Linked DNA regions of Callithrix jacchus: region 1 is linked to region 2. A link is a contact called in public Hi-C data. All regions are on one chromosome and are shown on one strand. The core of a region is the stretch at or near the end of the contact, and the rest is flanking DNA. Distances in the headings are between cores, read along the strand shown.

Evidence for each region. Hi-C and Micro-C count contacts between places; a contact is called where the count stands out from the background.
Region 1: a contact with region 2 is called in a Hi-C map of skeletal muscle, with 2.5 times the contacts expected there. The contact joins two enhancer-like sites. A contact is called at or near these places in 2 of 3 Hi-C or Micro-C datasets (both in skeletal muscle).

Annotation. Positions count from the first base shown.
Region 1 is chr4:14,350,054-14,356,972 of calJac240_pri, reverse strand. It overlaps ATXN1 (ataxin 1), which reads right to left. Exons shown (of 8, transcript XM_078368284.1): 7 at 6,080-6,919. Among named protein-coding and RNA genes, the nearest start is that of GMPR, 170 kb to the left of the region's middle. Within about 2 kb of position 2,297, at least 3 of the 16 cell types and tissues checked have an H3K27ac peak or open chromatin away from gene starts, as enhancers often do. A contact at or near this core is called in skeletal muscle, where this site is marked.
Region 2 is chr4:14,276,549-14,282,678 of calJac240_pri, reverse strand. All of the region lies in intron 6 of ATXN1 (ataxin 1), which reads right to left. All of the region lies in intron 7 of LOC144576580 (a long non-coding RNA gene), which reads right to left. Among named protein-coding and RNA genes, the nearest start is that of GMPR, 240 kb to the left of the region's middle. Within about 2 kb of position 4,613, at least 3 of the 16 cell types and tissues checked have an H3K27ac peak or open chromatin away from gene starts, as enhancers often do. A contact at or near this core is called in skeletal muscle, where this site is marked.

The sequences.
Region 1 (6,919 bases), core at 1,048-3,547, 77 kb before region 2:
ACAAACGGGAACAGCACGAGGGTGCTCTCCTCAGCCACTCGCAGGACTCCACCCTGAGGATTACAAGCAGGGTAAAAATTACAGGCTTACTGTGCTCATTGGAAAAGTTCAGCCTTCTTTCCTTCTTTTTTGAGATGGAGTCTCACTCTGTTGCCCAGGCTGGAGTGCAGTGGCACGATCTTGGCTCACCATAACCTCTGGCTCCTGGGTTCAGGCAATTCTCCTGCCTCAGCCTTCTGAGTAGCTGGGACTATAGGTGTGGGCCACCATGCCTGGCTAATATTTTTTAATTATTTAGTAGAGACAAGGTTTCACCGTGTTAGCCAGGGTGATCTCGATCTCCTGAGCTTGTGATCCGCCCGCCTCAGCCTCCCAAAGTGCTGGGATTGCAGGTGTGAGCCACTGTACCAGCCAAGTTCAGCCTTCTTTCTAGGCTTTCATCAGCTGCCTCTCCTTTCATAAACTCTTTTTTAGAACACACGGCCTTTTATTTATTTTTCAGCTGTGAATAATTTTCTCAGGGCCAGAGCCATCTAAGTTGAAGCAGGGAAGGGAAAACTACCTTTCTCAAGGTCCCAGAGCTACTGATGGGTGAAGGATACCTTCAGACTCAGATTTCTCCGTTGTCAGGTCCTGCATTTTCCAAGCAGCTAACCTACTTCTACCCAAGGAGGAGGCGCGAAGCCCCATCCTTCTTTTGAGTGGCACTGGCTCCCACGTTGATGCTCTCGCCTCGGGGTCCCATCTGGGATGCGCCACAGACTTATGAATAATATTAAGTGGATTATATTTGGCAGTGGGACTCAAGGGAAGTGATTCTGTCATCCTTTGGGGCTCTCAACCAGAATCAAGGCAGGGCAAAGCAGCAACTCTCTTTTGGGCTGGGGAACGTTCTGTCACCCTCCAATGAGGAGGAAGGAGCCTTCCTTGGGTGCATGCAATAACAATGCCTGACACCTGGCTCTCCCCTTTCCTCCTGCAGCAGCTGCGTGGGGGCCTCGGGGAGGCAGAGATGCTTTGCTGGTGCAGAGAAATGCTGCGCCGGGCAGGGCAGTGCCACAGAGACAGTGGCAAACATGAAAAAGCATTTTTATCCTGCACTGCCTCATCTGGAACGTTGGCTGGGACAATGCTGGAGGCATCTTTCCACAATCTTAATGAGGAATTCAGCTCCTTAAAAATAATCCCCAAACTCCACACCCCTCAGTTTTATAAGAGATGGCCTTAGTTCCCACGAGGTCTATGCACCGCGCAGCATGAGGTCAGTACGTGTCCATCCTAACGCCCTTCTTGGTTTTTGGTTAACTGACACTAATAATTTTTACAGGGGCTGTGCTATTATGGAAAGTATAAAAGTGAAGCATTAAAACCACAGAGGAGTCTAAAGATATTATCTCCTATAAAGAATCACATGTGGCCGGGAGCCGTGGCTCATGCCTGTAATCACAGCACTTTGGGAGACCGAGGTGAGTGGATTGCTTGAGCCCAGGAGTTCCAGACCAGCCTGGGCAAGAGAGCAAAATGCTGTCTCTACAAAAAATACAGTAAATTAGTTGGATGTAGTGGCAAGCACCCGTAGTCCCAGCTACTGGGGGAGGCTGAGGCGGGAGGATCGATTGAGTCCGTGAGGTTGAGGCTGCAGTGGGCCAATGATTCCACCACTGCACTTCAGCGTGGGCGGCAGGGCAAGACCCTGTCTCAAAACAAGCAAACAAAATAAACCCCACAGAAAACCAAAACTCATTTGCCTGGTTTAGAGAGGAGAGAGCTGCAGCTCAGAGAGGTGAAGTGGCCGCACACCTGGGTGTCTCACCACCCCACCATCTGACACTGTTTTCCCTGGTAGTGTTATGCTGGGGGGTCTTACGAGGTCAGTCATCCTCAGGACTCTGTTCATGTAGGATTTATGCCTCGAGTCACCATGCCATCTGTTTTGTAGAAAACCATCTCTTCTTCCACAACTTCCCCAATCAAATTTGTGATTTTGCTTATTAAGCTCAACAATTCGCACATTTCTGGATTTCTCTGTGGGTGGCTGTCAGCGATGCCTAACCAGTTGAGAAGCCCTGGAAGGTCCTTCAGGCTTGGGGAGAAAACCCCTCCTGGAGCACTGCGGACGGAGAGAAGGATGCAGCCTTTGGAATCTCAATTAAGTCCAGAGATGAGCTCTCTCTCTGCCTTCCAACTCCCCCTCTCTTGTTCTCTCTCTCAGTCTCCGCTGACTCTGAACCTGTCACTTGTGGCAAACACAGCTGGTGGAGTATTTTAGCTGTGATGATGTCAGCTGATTTCTGATAGGCTCCTCGGTAAAGTGACAAATCTGGTTGCGTCAGGGCCTTGCACTTTTGTTTCTACAGCGTGAAGCCCCAGCTGCCTTTTCAGCAGGTCTCAGTGCGCTAGCCTTTCCTTGCGGGAGCCCTTCCCAGCATGCAGCACAGCCACGCAGGGCTGACCCCACACACCTACCAACAGGCCCTGACCACACTTGTACCTGCTCATCGGCACCCCGGCTTCAGCAGAGAGACTCAGTGATCTCACTACAGGGAAAAACATGAGAACAGGGCTCTGACTTCACAGGGTAGCTAATTTCTCTATCATGTAATCATTAATTTTGCAAAGTTTAGAGTAGGGGAAAACACACCTAGATTCTTCCTGTCCAAAAAAAAAGAGGGCTGTAAGGGACTGGGCACGGTGGCTCACTCCTGTAACGCCAGCACTTTAGGAGGCTGAGGCGGCAGGGGATCACCTGAGATCATGAGTTCGCGACCAGCCTGGCCAATATGGTAAAATCCCATCTCCACTAAAAATACAAAAATTAGTAGTGGGTGGTGGTGCTTTCCCAAGTAGTCCCAGCTACTTGGGAGGCTGAAGCAGGAGAATCACTTGAACCCAAGAGGCAGAGGTTGCAGTGAGCAAGATTGTGCCACTGCACTCCAGCCTGGGAGTGAGGCTCCCAGTGAGACTCTGTCTCCAAAAAAAAAAAAAGAAGAGGGCTCTGGGGCTCTCGGAGCCTGCACTCTGCAGAGGCTGCCAGGTCTAGGAGGTGCGGGCCACAGCTGAAGTGACTGCCTTCATTCTCAAGCAGACAGAGATGCTGGCCGGCAAGGAACCATTTCTAAACAAAACCTCTTTTCACACCTGCCTCTGTTCACAAACAAGTTTTAAGGATTCCAAGTACCACGGCAATGACTCTTCACTGATGGGTTTATTTTCCATGTTACACCCGGAGTCTGTGAAGAGTCAACTTTGCTCAAGGCAGCTCATTTTCTTTCTCCTAGTACTTACCCCTAATTCATGCAGGAAGTAAACAGCAACTACAGAGGGGTAGTGAGCTCTATTTAGGCCATTAAAAAAAAATCCTGACTTTTTTCTTTTTTTTTGAGACGGAGTCTTGCTTTGTTGCCGGGCTGGAGTGCAGTGGCGCGATCTTGGCTCACTGCAACCTCTGCCTCCTGGGTTCAAGCGATTCTCCTGCCTTAGCATCCCAATTAGCTGGGATTACAGGCATGCACCACCATACCCAGCTAATTTTTGTATTTTTAGTAGAGACAGGGTTTCAGCCTGTTGGCCAGGATGGTCTCGATCTGCTGACCTCCTGACTCGTCTGCCTTAGCCTCTTAAAGTGCTGGGATTACAAGCGTGAACCACCGCCCCTGGCCAGTTTTTTTAAAATCAGATCTTTGGGGAAATCTTTCTTGGGCCTTTCCAAAGATTGTAAACCTACAGCGACATCTCACAATTACAAAAGAACTTGGGGCTAACAGCTCTCGGCAATGCAGGACCCCGGCTTGGTGCAAACCCTACATCCAGTCATTCACAAGCAGTTCTGGAAAAATAATTTGGTCCTTTCCTCACTTGGCCTTTTAAACAATGTTCAAAAAAGCCAGGCATGGGGACTTATGTCTATAATCTCGGGGATTTGGGCATCTGCAACCCTGTCTCTACTAAAAAGGCAGAAGGATTGCTTGAGCCCAGTAGTTTGAGACCAGCCTGGGCAACACAGCAAGACCCCATATCTACTAAAATGTTTTTTTCTTTTTTTAAATTAGCTGGGCATGGTGGTATGCACATGTGGTCCCAGCTACTAAGAAGGCTGGGGTGGGAGGATCGCTGGAGCCTAGGAGGTCAAGGCTGCAGTGAGCTATGATTGTGCCACTGCATTTCAGCCCAGGGGACAGAAAAACGTTGTCTCAAATTGTTTTTTAAAATGCCCAAAGCAATTCAAACCATTACCTAGTTTATCTTTTTTGCTTGTTTTATTTTATCTGAACGTCCAAAATAGCAGCTATTTCATGACTATTTTCAACTTGAGTTGGAAGGAGGCTCTGTCCCATTTGAGTGTTCTCAAATCCTAGATGGAAACACTGGTAGAGAGTGGCCTCCACCACCAGGGGGAGCTCTCAGCTGCAGGCTGAACCTGCTGGACGCCCAGCAACTTGGGCAGTGAAAGAAATGGGCTGTGGAATAAATTCATGGGGTCGAGCTAGGAACCTGGAAAAGGGTAGACGGAAGGAGCCTGTGTAAATTAAGAGAATTAACCACTCTTCCAGTTTCTCCCATGACTCATCTTGGCTACAGCTGACTTTACCCCAAGCCCAGCAGGTGACCTGGGACAGCCCTGACTTCTCAGATTGTATTAACCATGCTTTTATTTTCTGATGCTTTGATATTTTAGTGTCTTGTGGACCCCAGAGGTATAGTCCCTTCTAGGGTTAGCTAATTCCTAGAGATTTCAAAGAACTCACCGGGGAGCCTGACTTTCATATGCAAATCAACCAGCCAACCAGTGCAGCGCCCACGCCCCAAGTGCCCCCTCTATTGGCCCATTACACTCAGGGCTGCTTTCTACCTGTCTCTTTCTTTTACATGGAGTCTCTGTCGCCCAGGCTGGAGTGCAGTGGCCCGATCTCAGCTCACTGAAATCTCTGCCTCCCGCGTTCAAGCAATTCTCCGGCCTCAGCCTCTCAAGTAGCTGGGCCTACAGGCGCATGCCACCACGCCTGGCTAATTTTTGTATTTTTAGTAGAGATGGGATTTTAGCATGGTGACCAGGCTAGTCTCAAACTCCTTACCTGTGGTGATCCACCCCCTTCGCCCTGCTAAAGTGCTGGGATTACAGGTGTGAGCCACCGTGCCCGGCCTTTCCACCTGTACTGGTCACCCCAGCACCAACCACCAGACAACTAGGGACAACCCCTAGGCCCAGGGCACACTGGATTCGTCCACTCTAGCCAATCCTAACCCTGCTTACCCTGCACCCCACAAAACCACAATACAGGCTGCTGCTTGCCACGTTTCCCCTCACTTCCTCTACCTCCTGACCCACGTGGTGCTTCCCCAGGTGGCCCCCACTTTATGGTGTTGAGTGCCCCTTCCTCTTGGGATCAGAGTATAACAAACTATCCCTTCAAAGAGTTGTCTCCTGATCTGTCGGCCTTATCATACCTAAATAATAGTAAGACATTATATATATGTTGGAGACAGGGTCTTGCTATGTTGCCCAGGCTTAAGTGCAGTAATAGTCACAGGTTCAGCCACAGCTCACTCCTGGGCTCAAGTGATCCTCCTGCCTCAGCCTCTGGAGTAGCTGGGACCAAAGGCATACACCACTGTACCCCACTAATAAGACGTATTTTCCAACATGGATGCTGCCATGGGATGTGATTCTTTTGGCAGCTAACACCCTCACTCCAAAGGCATCTTCTGTCTTTTCCTGGTAAGAAAAAGTACGGAATGACCACTAGGACCTGAAGTCCGGCAGCTTTTCCTAATCAGGGTCCCACATCCCAACAACAGAATTCAAAAAATAACCAGAGTGGTGAGTTTCTGAATTGTCTCAAGGACTCCTTCACTAGCATTTCTCTCCAGGCGTGGAGGTTCATTCATTACACACAGCAGAGTCCCCGGGCAAGTGGGGCTTACTTTTTCTAGAGAACAGAGTGGGGAAAGGCGGTGTCTGAGGTCTAGGTGTAACTGAGGACCCTCAATCCTGCCTCACAGAAATAACTCATCTTGCCGGGAGAGGAGGACGGCATCATGGTGTGGTTTCCCATCCCTGCGCCACCGGGGCCAACGTTACCTGGGCTCGGTGCTCCCCAACGGCGAACTGTATCACGGCCATGCCCGGACTATGGCTGTCTTCGATCCTCTCCACCGTGCTGGAGTCGATCTTCAGGTCGTTACTTATCTCTGCACTCTGGATGAAATCTTCCGTTTTTAAGTCTTCCACCTTCTTCAGCTCCCCGTTGGCCAACTGGATAATGGAGCCTTTCATGAAGTAGGGAGGCAGCGTGGGGGGAGCCGCTGCGGGGGAGGCCACAGACTGCACCACGGGCAGGTGGATCTGGGCCTGCACCATGGCCGGGTAGGCGGCCTGGGTGACCAGGGCCTCCGGGTTGAAGTTCTCGCTCTTGGGAAGGGCGGTGGTGACAAACGTGTGAGGCACTGCAGCAAACTGGGGGGACGACGTGACGATGGCTGGAGCTGCCCCCGACGCTTCCATGTCAGTGCTGCCGACCGGGATGAGCAGGGGTTGTGTGCCGGGGATCACCAGGTGCTGGGGCAGGCTGCCGGCGTAGGTGATCGCTTGCTGCTGGCCGCTCAGGTAGCCGATGACAGGGGGTTGAGTCCCCGCGTAGAAGGCTGTGGCTGGCAGTCCCACCGGGAGTGGCTCTGAAGCACTGTGTGTGGTCTGAATGACCGTGTGGGGTGAGAGCGCATAGGACCGGTGGCCCGGCTTCCCTAAGTGCAGGCCGCTTTTGTCGTTGAGGGTGGAGGGGGAGGCCTCGCGATGAGTGGCCTGCTGCACCTCCAGGTCGGCCGCGGGCGTGCTGCTGTTGGGCAGGACCATGACAGAGGCCCGGACCCCCGAGGGGTCACGACTGCTGTAGTCGGAGGGGCTCGGGTGGACCACCACGTG
Region 2 (6,130 bases), core at 3,364-5,863:
TTAACCATTCCGAAATACTGGTTTCTTTGGCTTTTCAGACCTCTTGATTATTTTGGTTACAGAGGTTTGCCTTTAAAATGTTTCCTCCTATGTTCCTAATGGGGCTTCTCAGAGTATCCACTGTCAAAATGTGGCTGATGAGACATTAGGCATCCCTCACATCGCCCTGTGATTATGGAAGGACATGGTAGGACTCCTTTTCAGCCATGTGCATCATGAATGACCTGTAATTTCAATCTTTTGCTCTCTAACAGCCATTTTTTCCCTGAACCCTTCAGCATAGGCAGAAAAAAATACATTTTCTTCTTGGGAATATTTTCTAGAATGTTTTCATTTTCAAATTTATTTTCATTTTATTTCATCGTTAATTGACATCTAATCTTTTTTTTTTTTTTTCCTTCTGAGCCAGGGTTTCGCTCTTATTACCCAGGCTGGAGTGCCTGCCTCCTGGGTTCAGGCAATTCTCCTGCCTCAGCCTCCTGAGTAGCTGGGATTACAGGCACCCACCACCATGCCCAGTAATTTTTTGTATTTTTAGTAGAGACGGGGTTTCACCATGTTGACCAGGATGGTCTCGATCTCTTGACCTTGTGATCCACACACCTCGGCCTCCCAATGTGCTGGGATTACAGGCTTGAGCCACTGCGCCCGGTCTACATCTAATCATTTTTTATATTTATGGGCTAGAGTGTGATGTTTCAATACATGTATGTATCATGTAATGATCAATTCAGGGTAATTAGTATATTTCTCACTCCAGACCTTCATCAGTTCTTTGTTGTGAGAACATTTAAATTCCTCTTGTTAGCTTTCTAGAGTCTTTCCTTAAGAACCAAAGAAGAGAATAAAAGCCTCTATAAAATTCAGCTCTGTTTAAGTCCTATCTTTCAAGTAACTAAAAAGTTGAATACTAGCCCCAATAACTGGATCCATAAACAATTTTTCAATACTAATTCTGTTAGCCAAAGGGATATGTGATAGAGAATTTTCCACGCTGGTCCTGGATGAACCAGGATGGTTCAAGATGGTCCTGAACCTGCCAATTCATGGTACAATTTTGTACTGTAACACAGCCAAGGAGAAACAGTAGCATATCAGAGCCAGGTCAGTGAGAGCTGACAGTTAAACTTGAGAACCAAGCGTTCAACATAGCCAATGTTAAAAATTAATTTATATAAACTTATGGTTTCATAAATTATATTAAAAACTCATCATCATTTTCATTATTTTACTCGAGTTTACTATGATCTGTATGACTGAGGTTAATGCCGTCTATTTGTATGGTGGATATAAAGTCGTGCACCGCATAACAACATTTGGGTCAACCACGGATTGAATATGTGGCAGTGGTCACATAAGATTATAATGGAGCTGAAAAATTTCTATCGCCTGCTGACACCGTAGTTGTCTAATGTAACAGTGCAATATGTTATCATATATTTGTGGTCATGCTGCTATAAATAAACCTCCTGCACTGACAGTCCTATAATTGCATGTGCCTACTGACAGTATAGCACGTGCAATAATGCATAGTACATAATGCTTGATAGTGAAAATGAATGACTGTGTAACTGGTTTGTGTATTTACAATACTACACTTTTTATGGTTATTTGAGAGTGGACTCTCTGTACCTTTAAAAAGTTAACTGTAAACAGCTTCAGTCAGTTCCTTCTGGAAGTGTTCCAGAAGGAGGCACGGTTATCACTGCAGATGATGGCTCCATTCACGGTGTTGCCTCTGAAGACCTTATGGATGATGCAGACGTAGAGGTGGAAGGCAGAGATACTGACCACCATGACCCTGCGGAGGGCTAGGCTAATGTGTGTGTGGGGGGGCTTAGGTTTTCAACAGGAAACTTAAAAAAAAAAAACAACTTTTTTAGTAGGAAAGAGCTTATAAAGTGGGTGTAGTGGTGCACACCTGTAATCCCAGCATTTTGGGAGGCAGGAGGACAGCTCAAGCTCGGGTGTTTGAGACCAGCCTGGGCAACATAGTGAGACTCAGTTTCTGCAAAAAGAAGCTTACAGAATAAACATATAAAGAAAGAAAATATTTTTGTTCAGCTGTACAATGTGTTTGTATTTTAAGCTAAATGTTATTATGGAAGTATCAAAAAGTTTTTTAAAATTAAAAAGTTTAGAAAGTAAAAAAGTAAGATGAGAGTAGTGAATTTATTATCAAAGAAGGAACAATTTAAAAAGCAAACTTAGTGTAGCCTACGTGTGCAGTGTTTATCGAATCTCCAGTAGTTACAGTGATGTCCTGGACCTTCCCGTTCACTCAGCACAACTCACTGTCACACACAGCGGCTTCCAGTCCTGCAAGCGCCATTCATGGGAAGTGTCCTAGGTGTGCCCTTCTTAAATCTTTTCTACTGCATTTTTACTGTACCTATTCTATGTTTAGATGAACAAATACTTACCATTGTGTTACAATTGCCTACATATTCAGCACAGTAAGGTGCTGAGTGTTATAGGCAATTGTAACGCAATGTCCAAGTTTGTATCCTGGGAGCAACAGGCTGCACCATATAGCTGAGATGCGTAGCAGACTCTACCTTCTAGTTTTCTGTAAACACGCTCTGTGATATTTGTACAAGGACAATGTAAGGATCCACTTCTCAGAATGCATTCCCATGATTAAGTGATGCATGACTGTCCTGTACGATGGTGTGCTACCACACATCTCTTTGTAATCTCATGGTTGGTAATGTCACAGTGGTAGTTTGAGATTAGTCACAGTGAGAGTATTTATATTATAGAAATCAGCAAATGCTGCAAATCAGAAGTCCTGTGATTCCTGAGCCAGTAGCTAAACTTTCTTTTTTTGAGATGGAGTCTCTCTCTGGCCCCCAGGCTGGAGTACAATGGCATGATCTTGGCTCATTGCAACCTCCCCCTCCTGGGTTCAAGTGATTCTCCTGCCTCAGCCTCCTGAGTAAGCTGGGATTACAGGTGCCTACCACCATGCCTGGCTAATTTTTATATTGTTAGTAGAGATGGGGTTTCACCATACTGGCCAGGCTGGTCTCAAACTCCTGACCTCAGGTGATCTGCTCGCCTCAGCCTCCCACAGTGCCAGGATTATAGGCATAAGCCACCATGCCCGGCCACCAGTAGCCAAACTTTTAGCAGCACACTACTGGTATCTATTTTAAGTTTTCCTTAAGTGAAACAGAACGAGGGGAGAACAGTAGGACTAGTCAACTTCCTATAATTACATGTGCAAGTACATGCCACCAAGCCATATGCCCCCAAATCATTACTGTCCAGACTTTCCAATCAATCCATTGCTGATTTACTACCTCTATTTTCTGCTACTGAAATCAGTCTGACTCAGAAAAATAATTGTAAATGGGTTGGCAAAAACTCACACAAGAACACTATCTTCAAGAAAAAAACACCACTGGATATTTGTATCATCCTTCATCATGTCCACAGAATTTGATAAATTGTCTCATTCACTCCTTGCAACCATTGCTATGGTGAGTTTCGCTGTCCCTGTTTGACAGGTGGGGTTAGGTGATCTGTCCAAGGCTGCATATCTAACAAGTTGCATAGACAGGACTCAAAGCCAGACATTCAAGTCTTGTATTCTTCAGACTCTACCACAGGGTATTGCTTTTACGCCAATCCGTCTCTAAATGGGATTTTTTTTTTCAAAAGATCAGCATCTGGGTTCACTTCTCTCTCCTTCCCTCAGTTAGTAATGCAGCCAACTTTGAGGCACACACGATTACGTTTTTCAATACCAACTCCCACAGCCAAGCTCCCTTCCTGCTTACAGGCAGAAATTACATCCCCACTGCAATGTCTTAGATAAATCAAACCCAAACACACTTCCACCTGAATTCCTAAAGATGGCCTAGGCATGTGCCCATCATTAGGAAGTGTTTTATACTTTGTATCTCAGTTATTCAAACCCAAGGAAAAGCCAGAGGCATGTAATTTAAATCCAAATAGAAGTAACAGTGAATAAAGAAGCCAGGTTCCTATCCTTAACAGTGAAAATAAATATATATGTTTATGTGTGTAGCATTTACACACACACACACACACACACACACACTCCATGAGGGGGAAAACAAACTACATTTACACACGTGTGTATATATATGAACATGTGTGCATTCTCTCTATACACATACGCATCACACATACATGAGTTTTGTGAGTATGTGTGTGTCTAGTTTGTTTTTTGCCTCCTCCAGGAGTTACACAGCAAAAAAGAAGAAAAAACATCCCTGCCCTTTATCAGATATGTACACATCTTATCCTTGCAATATGTCTGAAATGATTTTATGACTAAATCCTGGGAAAAATGTGAAGAATGCTTGGCTAGATGGCAAGCTTTTCCAGTAAAAACATAACACTGCTTATGAATTGTAGCACTTGGAGAAGACTTTTCAACATGATGTACATTTTTGTTCTAGCTTGAGACTAAATCCTGTTGGAGGTAGGTTTTCTTTGGCTTTCAGAGCAAGCTGAACCGACTGTACAACACAGGTCTTCAGGCCCTCCACACGGAGGGGACAATGACATGCAGTTCCATTAAAAAGGCCTCCGTCTCAGGACTCTAGCCAGTGTTAAAACCTTCCGATGTTTTCTCAACACATTAAGCAGAAATAACCATCACAATGGCAAAAACTAAACCCATCTGTCCCTTTGTCAGGATTTTTGAGACTGTCAACAGACTGACCTTGTGGCTGGAAAGCTTTTTGGAAAGTTGTGTAACCAAAGTTAAATGTGGCAGTGAATGCATACAGAGAAATTCTTAGAGGTCACTAGCGAATTACCAACACTGTCACCCAGGGAAGAGACGACGGAGTTTCCATTTTATCTCGGAGCTTTGCTGGGTGTATGGTGATGACTTAAAATGATGTTAGGCTACGTAGCCAACAGTTTCTTGGAAAGATCTTTCTCCCTGCTGTTCTATTAAAACTGTCAGCAAATAGGGCCAAGGCACTCACTGGTCTGTGTGGAGGACACCTTAAGGCAATCAGGCTGTCAAATAAAGCCAAACACTTTCTTAGCATTCCTAAAGATGGAAACAGTGCAAGGTGTGTCGTGTTCCAAGCATATCACAGTTAAGTCATTTCTGCCTCATGGTTCTAGAAGACAAGAGGTGGAGGTGGTAGCAGGCGGGGAGGGGAGCCACGTAATTCTCCTTCTAACCCTTTGGCTCTCAACCAGAAGCAATTGTGTTCTGCAAGGGACACCTGGCAGTGTCTGAGGATATTTTGGATCATCACAACTGCCGGGTGCTACCAGCATCCAGTGCACAGAGGCCAGGAATGCTGCAAAACCTCCTACAGTGCCCAGGACACCTGCACCTGTCTCCTTCTCCCCGCTTCCCCAAATAGGATGATCTGGGCCCCAAATGTCAATAGTTCTGTTGAGATTCCCTGCTCTAAAGGGAAGCAGAAAAGATCAGCTGCAGCCAGAGAATTTTCCATTGACCTTCTAACTGTTGCCTGGGCTCCTGGAGGACATCCTCTGAACATGCTTGTTTCCTTGACCTAAACGTTTGCCTCACCATGGTCCAGAGCCCAGCAGCATCGACATCGCCAGGGACCTTGTGGGACATGCAGAATCTCAGGTCCCACAAAGATCGACAGAACCAGAACACGCACTTCCACCAGAACGCTGGGGGCTTCCTAGACGCTTAAAACTTTCAGAAGCCCCAGGTAGACGTCTTTCACCTTAGGTCTGTTTGCCCTTCTACTCACTCAGTAGTAATTATTTCCACTCTGCCCTCTGATTACACAGATCTAGTAAAAAGTAGCTCTCCTCTTGCTTCAGCCTTTTCTCAGAACATTCTCTCCAACCCAGACTTTAACCTTGGCTCACTGCACAGACCCCTGTTTCTCCTACAGCAAACCCCTGTGCAGGCCTCCATGGCTACCTCCTCTATCCTCATTCGAAAATTCCTTCTTTTCTGACCACGTGGCCATGCCCAGACCACATGGTCATTGGCTTCCATTTATTATTGCAAGGTACCAGTTTTCAAGCTGGTTCTAGGTACCTGGGTCATGGCATTCCTATTTGACCTCAACCCAACCGTGGAATTCTTCAGTGACCACGTGGATGACATCTTACCCCAAAATTCCTGGTTCCTGAACCTTTTCTA